Linked DNA regions of Zea mays: region 2 is linked to region 1. A link is a contact called in public Hi-C data. All regions are on one chromosome and are shown on one strand. Each heading gives the region's core, a stretch centred on a gene start, on an enhancer-like site or on the middle of the called end of the contact. The rest is flanking DNA. Distances are from core to core; before and after follow the strand shown. Region 1 has its middle 51 kb from the start of LOC118473265. Region 2 holds the start of LOC100282881 (protein SUR2).

The links. Hi-C and Micro-C count contacts between places; a contact is called where the count stands out from the background.
Region 2: a Hi-C map of ear shows a contact between it and region 1, with 4 times the contacts expected there. The contact joins the promoter of LOC100282881 here to the enhancer-like site in region 1. A contact is called at or near these places in 2 of 25 Hi-C or Micro-C datasets (ear and tassel).

Annotation. Positions count from the first base shown.
Region 1 is chr9:5,727,550-5,731,870 of Zm-B73-REFERENCE-NAM-5.0, forward strand. No RefSeq gene overlaps it. Among protein-coding and RNA genes, the nearest start is that of LOC118473265, 51 kb to the right of the region's middle. Within about 2 kb of position 2,507, at least 20 of the 20 cell types and tissues checked have an H3K27ac peak or open chromatin away from gene starts, as enhancers often do. A contact at or near this core is called in ear and tassel, where this site is marked.
Region 2 is chr9:6,144,489-6,148,809 of Zm-B73-REFERENCE-NAM-5.0, forward strand. It overlaps LOC100282881 (protein SUR2), which reads left to right and starts at 2,460. Exons shown (of 3, transcript NM_001155787.2): 1 at 2,460-2,702; 2 at 2,948-3,192; 3 at 3,783-4,321. The coding sequence starts at 2,965. LOC100276316 reads left to right here. Exons shown (of 5, transcript NM_001150132.2): 5 at 1-149.

The DNA.
Region 1 (4,321 bases), core at 1,257-3,756:
GTGCCTCCGGGATTCACCGCCGCTCGCACACCCGAGGAAACCGCCACCGCTCGTCCGGTTCGGGAGCGTCGTTGGTGCTTACCTGTCCGCCATAGGATCGTCGCCGTCGGTCGCCCGCCTCAGCGCGCCACAGCCACTAGCCCCCGGGATCGCCGCCGCTCGCACGCCCGAGGAAACCGCTGCCGCTCGCTCGCTCGCCCGAGGGAACCGCCATCCCGCTAAAACCTAATCCCTGACGGCCTGGGTTTTTTTTATAGCCGTCTGCACCCGTTCGGCTGAACCAGATGACACTGTTGGGCCAGGACTTTCTCTAGTTATTGGAAGCCGAGAAAGGATCATTTTCGCTGTTCTACAGCCTACACCTCTATAGAGCAGCACAATTTTCTACTGCAAAGGAGCAGCACAATAGAACTTTGACAAAACCTTTAGCATCACTTGGGCCGCAGCCTTGGGCCGGACGGTCCGCGACCTGGGCGCAGGAGCTGTGTCTTCCCTGCGTCACACCGACGGTCTGGCGAGAGGGTCGTCTTCCTCCTCCTTGCTGGAATCTAGATCTCGTCCCCTGGGGGGAAAGATCTTAAGGTGCTTCGGGTCGACAGGTCACCCGGGGCGTCCCCAGACGACGTGGAGTCGCCTAGGAATTAAGAGATCAAATCGAGGAAGAAGCCTTGGATGGACAACTAGATCTTGCCCCCGGGAGGGGTGAGATCCTAGGGTCGTCTTGGGATCGGCAGGCCACCCAAGACGGATCTAGACGACGTAGAGTCGAATAGGGGTGGAGGTGGATATGTGGAAGACTACAACTAGAACTATGCTACATCTACTCCTAGGGCAGGAAAAGTAAATAAGGTAATTGGTTCGATTGGAATGTGTTCGGGGGTTCTCAATCGGCCGTACCCCTTTATATTTATAGGGGAGGAGGTCTGGACCTTTTCCTAAGAGATAGCCAACAAACTCTCACGTGATTAGATGGATAACCACGCACGAGATAAGGATAAACATCCGAGTTAATCTAATCTCGGGACACGCGGACCGTCCGGGCCCATGGGCCGGACCGTCCGCTCATTTTGGTGTCCAACACAAATACTAGCAAACCTCTCTCTATATATATTCAATGCTACCTAAAGTTTATTTTTACCTACTTTGTTTCATGAAGGATTGAAATCTAACGATGTTGTAAAGAAGGGATTTTCAATATCGGCTTAGTGGTGGTTATTAACCAAAATGTAATTTAGGACTATCGTGCAAACATACTAAAAAGTTTGCTCACGTTTTTTCAGAAGAAAGATTATATACAATATATACTTATTCCTTACAACTTTAAGTTAATGCCCATTATCTTTTCGTAGCCATATCTTTTCTGGCTAAATAAACGTGTATTCTAATTTACTCTCTATTTTTATAACCTTTCTACAACTTTCACAGGATGCTTCTGGTCATCCCAATGGAGAATAGCGCCGCACATATCCTTGAGTCGTTGATAAAGCCATTCCAAGGCTTACAAGAAATAGTGGACATTCTTAATGAGTAACTCTTACCGTTCGAACCACAACTCTCTAAATCTCTAAATAAGTAAATCATGCATGCATCAAGGACTTGACATTTCCATTATGCAAGGCATGGAGGCAGCTACGCGAAAACAGCCCGAACTAAAGGAAACTCTTAAGATTAGACCGAACTTTCCTATATATACATTTGAAGCTCGCACACCTAGCAAGTTATTTGCTAATAATAAGCCATAACGTTTGATTTCCGTGTTTGACACGGGTAAAGGAGAGCGATCTGTGTGGATACTATGTTTGTGAGATTATTCACACATTCATATGTAACAAGCTAGTGGCCAAGGTATATATCGAGGTACATCAACAGTTTCTACAGTATTAATGTTGATTATTTCATGATAACAAAGTGCCCTAGCTTTTAGTTTTAATATAATAACATTTTTTTGTATAAATGGTTTTGGCAAATCACAATTAGTAAGGACGAAGGAAGAAGTACTACTTTTGATACTATCCAAGCAATTTAAGAAAACAACTTAGGGCTAGTTTGGGAAGACCATTTTTCTATAAAATTTCTATTTTCTAAAAAAAATGAACTAATTTTCCTTAGGAATGTGAAAATCGCTTGGGAAAATGTGGTTCTAAACTAGCCCTTATAGGGGGTTATAAATAATGAGAACGTATCCAAGGTGGATTAAGGACATTTGATGATTATAGGGGGGTTATAAGAAAACAACGAGCGTAGCGGCGCCTCGACGGTTCCGCTCGTGTGATATCGTGTCTGATGATTGATTGTAGACATTTGATGGTGGACCACCTCGTATTGGCTGGATTAAAGACGAGTATCAGTGTATCAGGCGGCTCGCGGCTTGCCCACAGCGAAAAAGAGAATTGTGAGTGGAGACGCGAGCTCGTGAGGCCCGAAACAAGGACGCAGAGCTCTGATTCCAAGGTGGCCCGGAAGGCCTCTACGGCCCAAAAAAATTGTAGGTGTTTATCGGGGAGAGGTGTAGTTGTTGTTGGACCGGACTGTTATCGGGATATGCTCTAAACTGGATAGGCGTAGGAAGGAGTAGTTGGACTCGGCCCTTTTCGTTCTTCTGATACAAGGACGTGCCACGCGTATCGATGACTCGGTACTGTTCTCCACAAAAGTGTGTTTACTCGAAAGCATAAAGTCAGATCATATATATATCTCCACCGAGATGCAATGCAACCATAGTGCGCTGTGACAGCCGAACAGAGACCTGGTACATCCAGCCTTCCTGTTCCGTTCATCTCCGCTCTCATCTTCCAGGTCCAGGTCCAGCCCCTACGAGCCAGGCTAGCTACAGCGACGCAGCGATCGAAGGATTGAGTACATACATGGACGCAACGCAATAATAATCCTCGTGTCACTCGAGCGTGGAGACGAAAACAAGCGAGCGGGCGCTGCAAGCCTCCCACATCGTTGACCCACGCATCATCTCGCCGGCCGCGCCCACGGCCCACGGACGATCGGTACGTGTCGCGACAGGGACAGCGTATCGGTCCCTGCTCGCCGGTCGAGCACCGCGCGGGCGGGGCGGGGGGGTCAACGCCGCTCAGACAGCCGGCCACGCTCGCTCGCGACGGCACGTCCGTGCGCACGAGCGCAGCGCAGTGCTGGTGCGCGCGCCGATCGCGAGGTCTCGGGCTGGCCATTTCGCGGGCAGTGCGCGCATCTCGCGTCGCTCTCGCCGCCACTGCACGCGCTTCGTCGTCGTCGTCGCCTGCAGATATTCTCGGGGAGGGGAGAGGGCCGCGGACTCTCTCGCTCGCGACGCGCACTCGTCGCTGCGGCTGCTCTGCTCTCCTCCCAGTCCCCTTCAGGCTTCCGCCCCAGCTTAATTCCACTCGGCGCTCGCTCAATGCTTGCGGTACGTTCCCGAGCCCTCCAATGGGAGAAAAGATCAGATCGTTCTTTCGGAGAAGGAAGAGATCAGAAGAACAATAAACTAGTACGGATCTTTTCTCTGAATAATTTCATATATATATAACAAGACATGAGCTGCTACTGTCATGCTTCATCGTGTGTAGTGCTATCCTAGTCATGCTGCCGGGGTGCAGTGCAGGCTCATCTAGAAAAGTGTAAATAAAGAGCCCCATCCTCCTGGACATCAAGTTTTGAGCCAGCCAGCAAACGTTGCTAACGTATATGATCTTCCCGTACCTTAAAATCTAGAACCGAGTGAGCACAAAGAAAGTTACCATTAAAATATTTGGACAGGAGAAAGACGCTATTTACAGGAGAGGCTCTACCGGAGAAAGGCAAAGAATTCGCCGAGTGCCACACTCGGCAAAGAGCAGTGGCAGAGCTCCATAAAAATGACGTCCCGGACTACTCTACAAATATAATGATTTACTACTCGTATTTTAATTTTTCACATTTTAGGGGTACTAATATTTAAAACAATCCAGTGGAACTGTAGCAGATAGGAAAAGGGAATCAGACATTCGGGAATAATTACTCACAATAGAGGAGAATCACAGTCACATGGCAGCAAGAAGCCAGCACACACCTGTTGGGGGCCTTCGGCTTCCGAAGGTCCTCAAAAACATGATTTAACGATGTTTCTGAAGTATAATGTGTGAACAGGTATCTTCGGACTCGAATCAGTACCACAGTGGGAGAAGCCCAAAGAATACGAAGGTCGACACAGCGCCGAAGGTGTGAGCAGGAAAGCTTCGGCGTGATAGCAGAAAAGGAAACCGACTTAAAGATGAAAAGACTATTTAGACCTTGGTGGATTACTATAGAATTACTACCAAATGTAAAGGGCATGAGTGTAATTTTACATGAG
Region 2 (4,321 bases), core at 1,210-3,709, 420 kb after region 1:
TAGCCAGACTAAGAAGACATGATGTTCGTCTCTATAACTGCAACTGCCGTTTTACCTTGGCTTCGACTCTGTATTTTCTTAAATATCCTTCACTGGATGAATGGTACTCTTCGTTATCAAGAAGACCTGCTGGTCTATGCTGTTGAATTATGTATTTATGCTGCTGCATCTCTCTTGCTATGCTTGAAGCTCGTTTCATTTTGTGAATGGAGGTTTACATATTGCCATGCTTCATGCACCGCGTCTGTTTACTGGTTGGTGTAAGTGTGCATATTGGGGATTATAATCTGTCCAGATTATATAATCCAACAAAATTTGAACTTTAAAATCTGTTGGACATCAGATTATAATTCTAAACAAATACTCCTGAAGCCAAGACGTCTAATTTGAAATATTAGCACCTGTACGTAGCTGCAACAGATTGAAACAGTCAGACGGTAGACCCTCTGTTGTCTTGTTTCAGTACATTTTCTTGCAATATTTAACTACGCCATTGCTGACCAACGGTGAGCACCAGGAGAACGAGCACGTAGGTCAAGAGACGAGGGCCGGGCCATCTGGTCAAGCGCTCAAGCCTTCCGGTCGCCGTACGGGTCTAGAATGGATGGCTTTTGGATATTTCATTTCCTTTTCCAGGTCGCCTTTCTACAGTATGATTAGATTAATCCATGTGTGTTCCGTTTCTATCCCCCCATATTTCACCAAATTCAGCTCCCAGCCTCCTCGAAGACTTCTGATTTATAAAAACAAACACAGAACACCGGGCGGGACTATTTTTCAACATACGAAGCGATGCAATTATTTTCTGAACACGTACAGAAGTTGACCAGTATGCACAGCACTGATTCGCACTCACTACTATATCTGCGTCTACTTTATTTTTATTTATTTTTTAAAAAAGGGAACAAGGTATGCATCTCGTGCTGGCAAAAAAATCCAACGCGCAAACTGAAGCCCGTATGCCAAATAGTATACAATTGTACTTACACTAGTATGTATCAAAGTATTTCGTATCCAAAGATATCCATGCAGCTGCACAGAGAATTCTGGATCTGTTTCGTTCAGCTTTTTTCTGACCAGCTTTTCTGAGAATCTAGCTGTAGGAAGAATCTGACTGTGTAGAGAATCTGAGTATCATTAGAATTATGCGCGGAGGAAGATAAAGGTGTCCATAGGACTCAGGATGTAGAAAGTGACGGATTCCTACTATTGCAACGACTCAACCGATTATGTGTTTATGTTGATTTTGAATGATTTTTACCTAAACGAATTTTGTAGAAGCTGACTGAAAAGCTAAGCGTTTGACAATTCGCAGCAGCTTTTGGTAGTCACAGGCTCCAAAAAGCCCAAACAAACAAGCTAGCTTGACGAAAGAATGTTCAAGTGCCTAGAGACGGAAGTTTTGCGAAAACAAGGTGGCCGAGTCGGTCTTCACGAACTAAAAAAAACGAATGTTCAGAATACGCCCAACCGTCATTCTGTAGCTCTGTCATGTACTCTTTTTTTCCCTAAGAAAGATTTCCTATTAAAAAACGTGTTTTTTTTCATAAAAATAGTTTTAAAAAGTACATCTAGTGCAACGAGAACTTTATGAAACTCCAAGTCTTCCTACCATTACATTTCTTTTTTTCGTATGTATGCTATTTATTAGTGGCAATATTTTACTAGCAGATAGCCTGTTCGTTTAACTTTAATCCGTACCGATTTCTACGGGTTTTATAGTATTTTTATCTAAATTGATGCTGCAACAGTTCAAACATCCGAACTTTAATTTAATTTTATCTTTTTTTGCAAAGAAGATTTACACATTTTTATATAAGTTCCAACAGCAGGTTTAAACTTTTTTTTTTCTTCCTCAGGAATATTTTGCGAAGCGACGCATGTGCATCCCCTGGCCCGTGGGTCGTGCAGACTGCAGAGAATCCGTTCTCAAATCCTGCAATCCTGTGTGCCCAGCACAGGTTCCATTTTCTTATCGCTGCTAGGGTTAGACCTTGTATCAGCACTTCAGCAGCGACCACTTCAACCGCCCAGCTCCATTGACCACCACCAGCATGCAGGTAGCAGCAGCAACGGACTACTAACTTTATTCCAAATTAAGTATACTTATAATACTTACATTTTTAAATAGTTTTTTTTGCTACTTTCTTTACTTGTACAATGTAATCGTTACATGTTGAGATATTTTTTTAATGAAGTAAACATATAGTTTTTAGATAATATTGACCGCCTTTTAAAAGTATGACATCTTGGTGAAACCAGCAGCCAAGCACGAGTGCGGCTCCGGTCCGCCGAAAAGACGCTTCCGAAATAGTCAAAACAGGCAAACAGCAACGCGCAGAGGCGTGCGGTGTGCGCGACTAGCCTTCAGCCTTCTCCAGTTCTCTCCTCCTCGTCCCCCCCCCCCCCCCTCACGCCTGGACGGAACTGAAGCCAGCCAGCCTGCCCAGCCAAGGTGACCGGAGACAAGTAAAAATCTCGCCGGTCTTCTCACAGACCACAAACATTGCGCTTGCTGCCCAGCTATAAGTACTCGCCGGACTAGGCGGCCAACTCATCCCATCCCATTTCATCCATCTCGGAGCAGAGGCAACGCAATCCGGCAAAAAGGCGCTTCTTTCTTGCCCTGTTCGGGACAGGACACAGACACAGAGCCAGGAGAAGGAACCGCCGGAGGCTAAGCTTCTTCGTCGTCTTTCCTGGTAAGAACGAGATCCGCCCTGATTCGTCGCGTTCTCCTCTGCGAATTGCTTTCGCGAGGTCACTGGCATGGGGAATCCTCTGCGCATTTGCGGCGTATCTCCTGTTAGCGTTCGCCTCTTCGGTCGTAATGCGATGACATTGCGGTCGATTGGGTTCAAGATTCGTCTGTTCTATCATTCGTTTAGCTAGCCTAATCAGCCGCTGGCTAACGTCTCGGTGCTCGCGCGCCTGCTGACGGTCGCAGGGCGCGCTCAAGTGGCGATGGCATTTGCGGTCTCCGACGAGCTGCTGGGCACCTTCGTGCCGATTGCGGTGTACTGGCTCTACTCGGGGCTCTACGTCGTCCTGGACGGGCTCGGGATGGACGACTACAGGCTCCATCCCAAGGGGGAGGAGGAGGCCAAGAACATCGTTTCCAGGTCGACGGTCGTCAGGGGCGTCCTTGTTCAGCAGGCGTTTCAAATCGCTGTCTCCCTTCTTCTCTTCACGGTAATCACTCTTTCCAACATCTAACTGCCAAAAAAAGTGTGTGATTAGTATTTGGTACTGGACTACTGGTATTTTGTTAGTTATTTTCTAGACGGTGAATTTGGTAAGTAGGCTGCTGTTTACAAAAGATGGTTTTGGTTTGTTTCAACAGCAAAGCAAGCAGTTGTGGATCCGAATCGATTGACCTTTTCACATATATCCTTTGCTTGATGAATTTCTTAGGTTTCTTGTATTTTTTGTCATGGTAATTGATGGAGGGAGAATCGGTAGATTCAGAAGGAATGGCTGAGATTAACTAAGGACCTGAACTTGTCTCGAGCTTAATTGTTCCTATTAAGTAGCTTCGTTTAATTTCACATCGGCACTTGGACTGTTACTTGGAGTGATTATAAAAGTAAACTGAGTTGATGGCATTGAAATTTACAAGCCACTAAAGTTTGACCTAGTGCACTGTATTTATTAATAACATTGTAGAACTTCCTCCTCCTAGTTTTGACCAACATTGGTTCTAGATGCTGCTTGTGGACTTGACTTTGAAATTTCACCTGTGAAAACTGGACTTACAACCATGAAATTTCCTGAAACTGCAGGTTCTTGGTGATGAGAATGGGGCTGTGAGGAAGCAACCTCCGGCTCTGGTATTGGCGTTGCAATTTATCGTTGCAATGTTTGTCATGGACACATGGCAGTATTTCATGCACAGATACATGCACATCAACAAGTTCTTGTACAAGCACGTCCACTCTAAGCACCACACTCTTGTCGTCCCCTACGCTTTTGGAGCTCTGTACAACCACCCCCTGGAGGGACTCATCCTGGACACCATCGGTGGCGCGCTCTCGTTCCTCATCTCTGGCATGACCCCAAGGACTGGCATATTCTTCTTCTCGTTCGCGACCATCAAGACCGTCGACGACCACTGTGGTCTGTGGCTTCCTGGGAACATCCTCCATGTATTCTTCAGCAACAACAGCGCTTACCATGACATCCACCATCAGCTCTACGGCAACAAGTACAACTTCTCTCAGCCCTTCTTTGTCATGTGGGACAAGATCCTTGGAACATACATGCCTTACACTCTGGAGACCCGCAAGGGAGGTGGTCTCGAGGCGCGCCCGGTTAAGCTCAA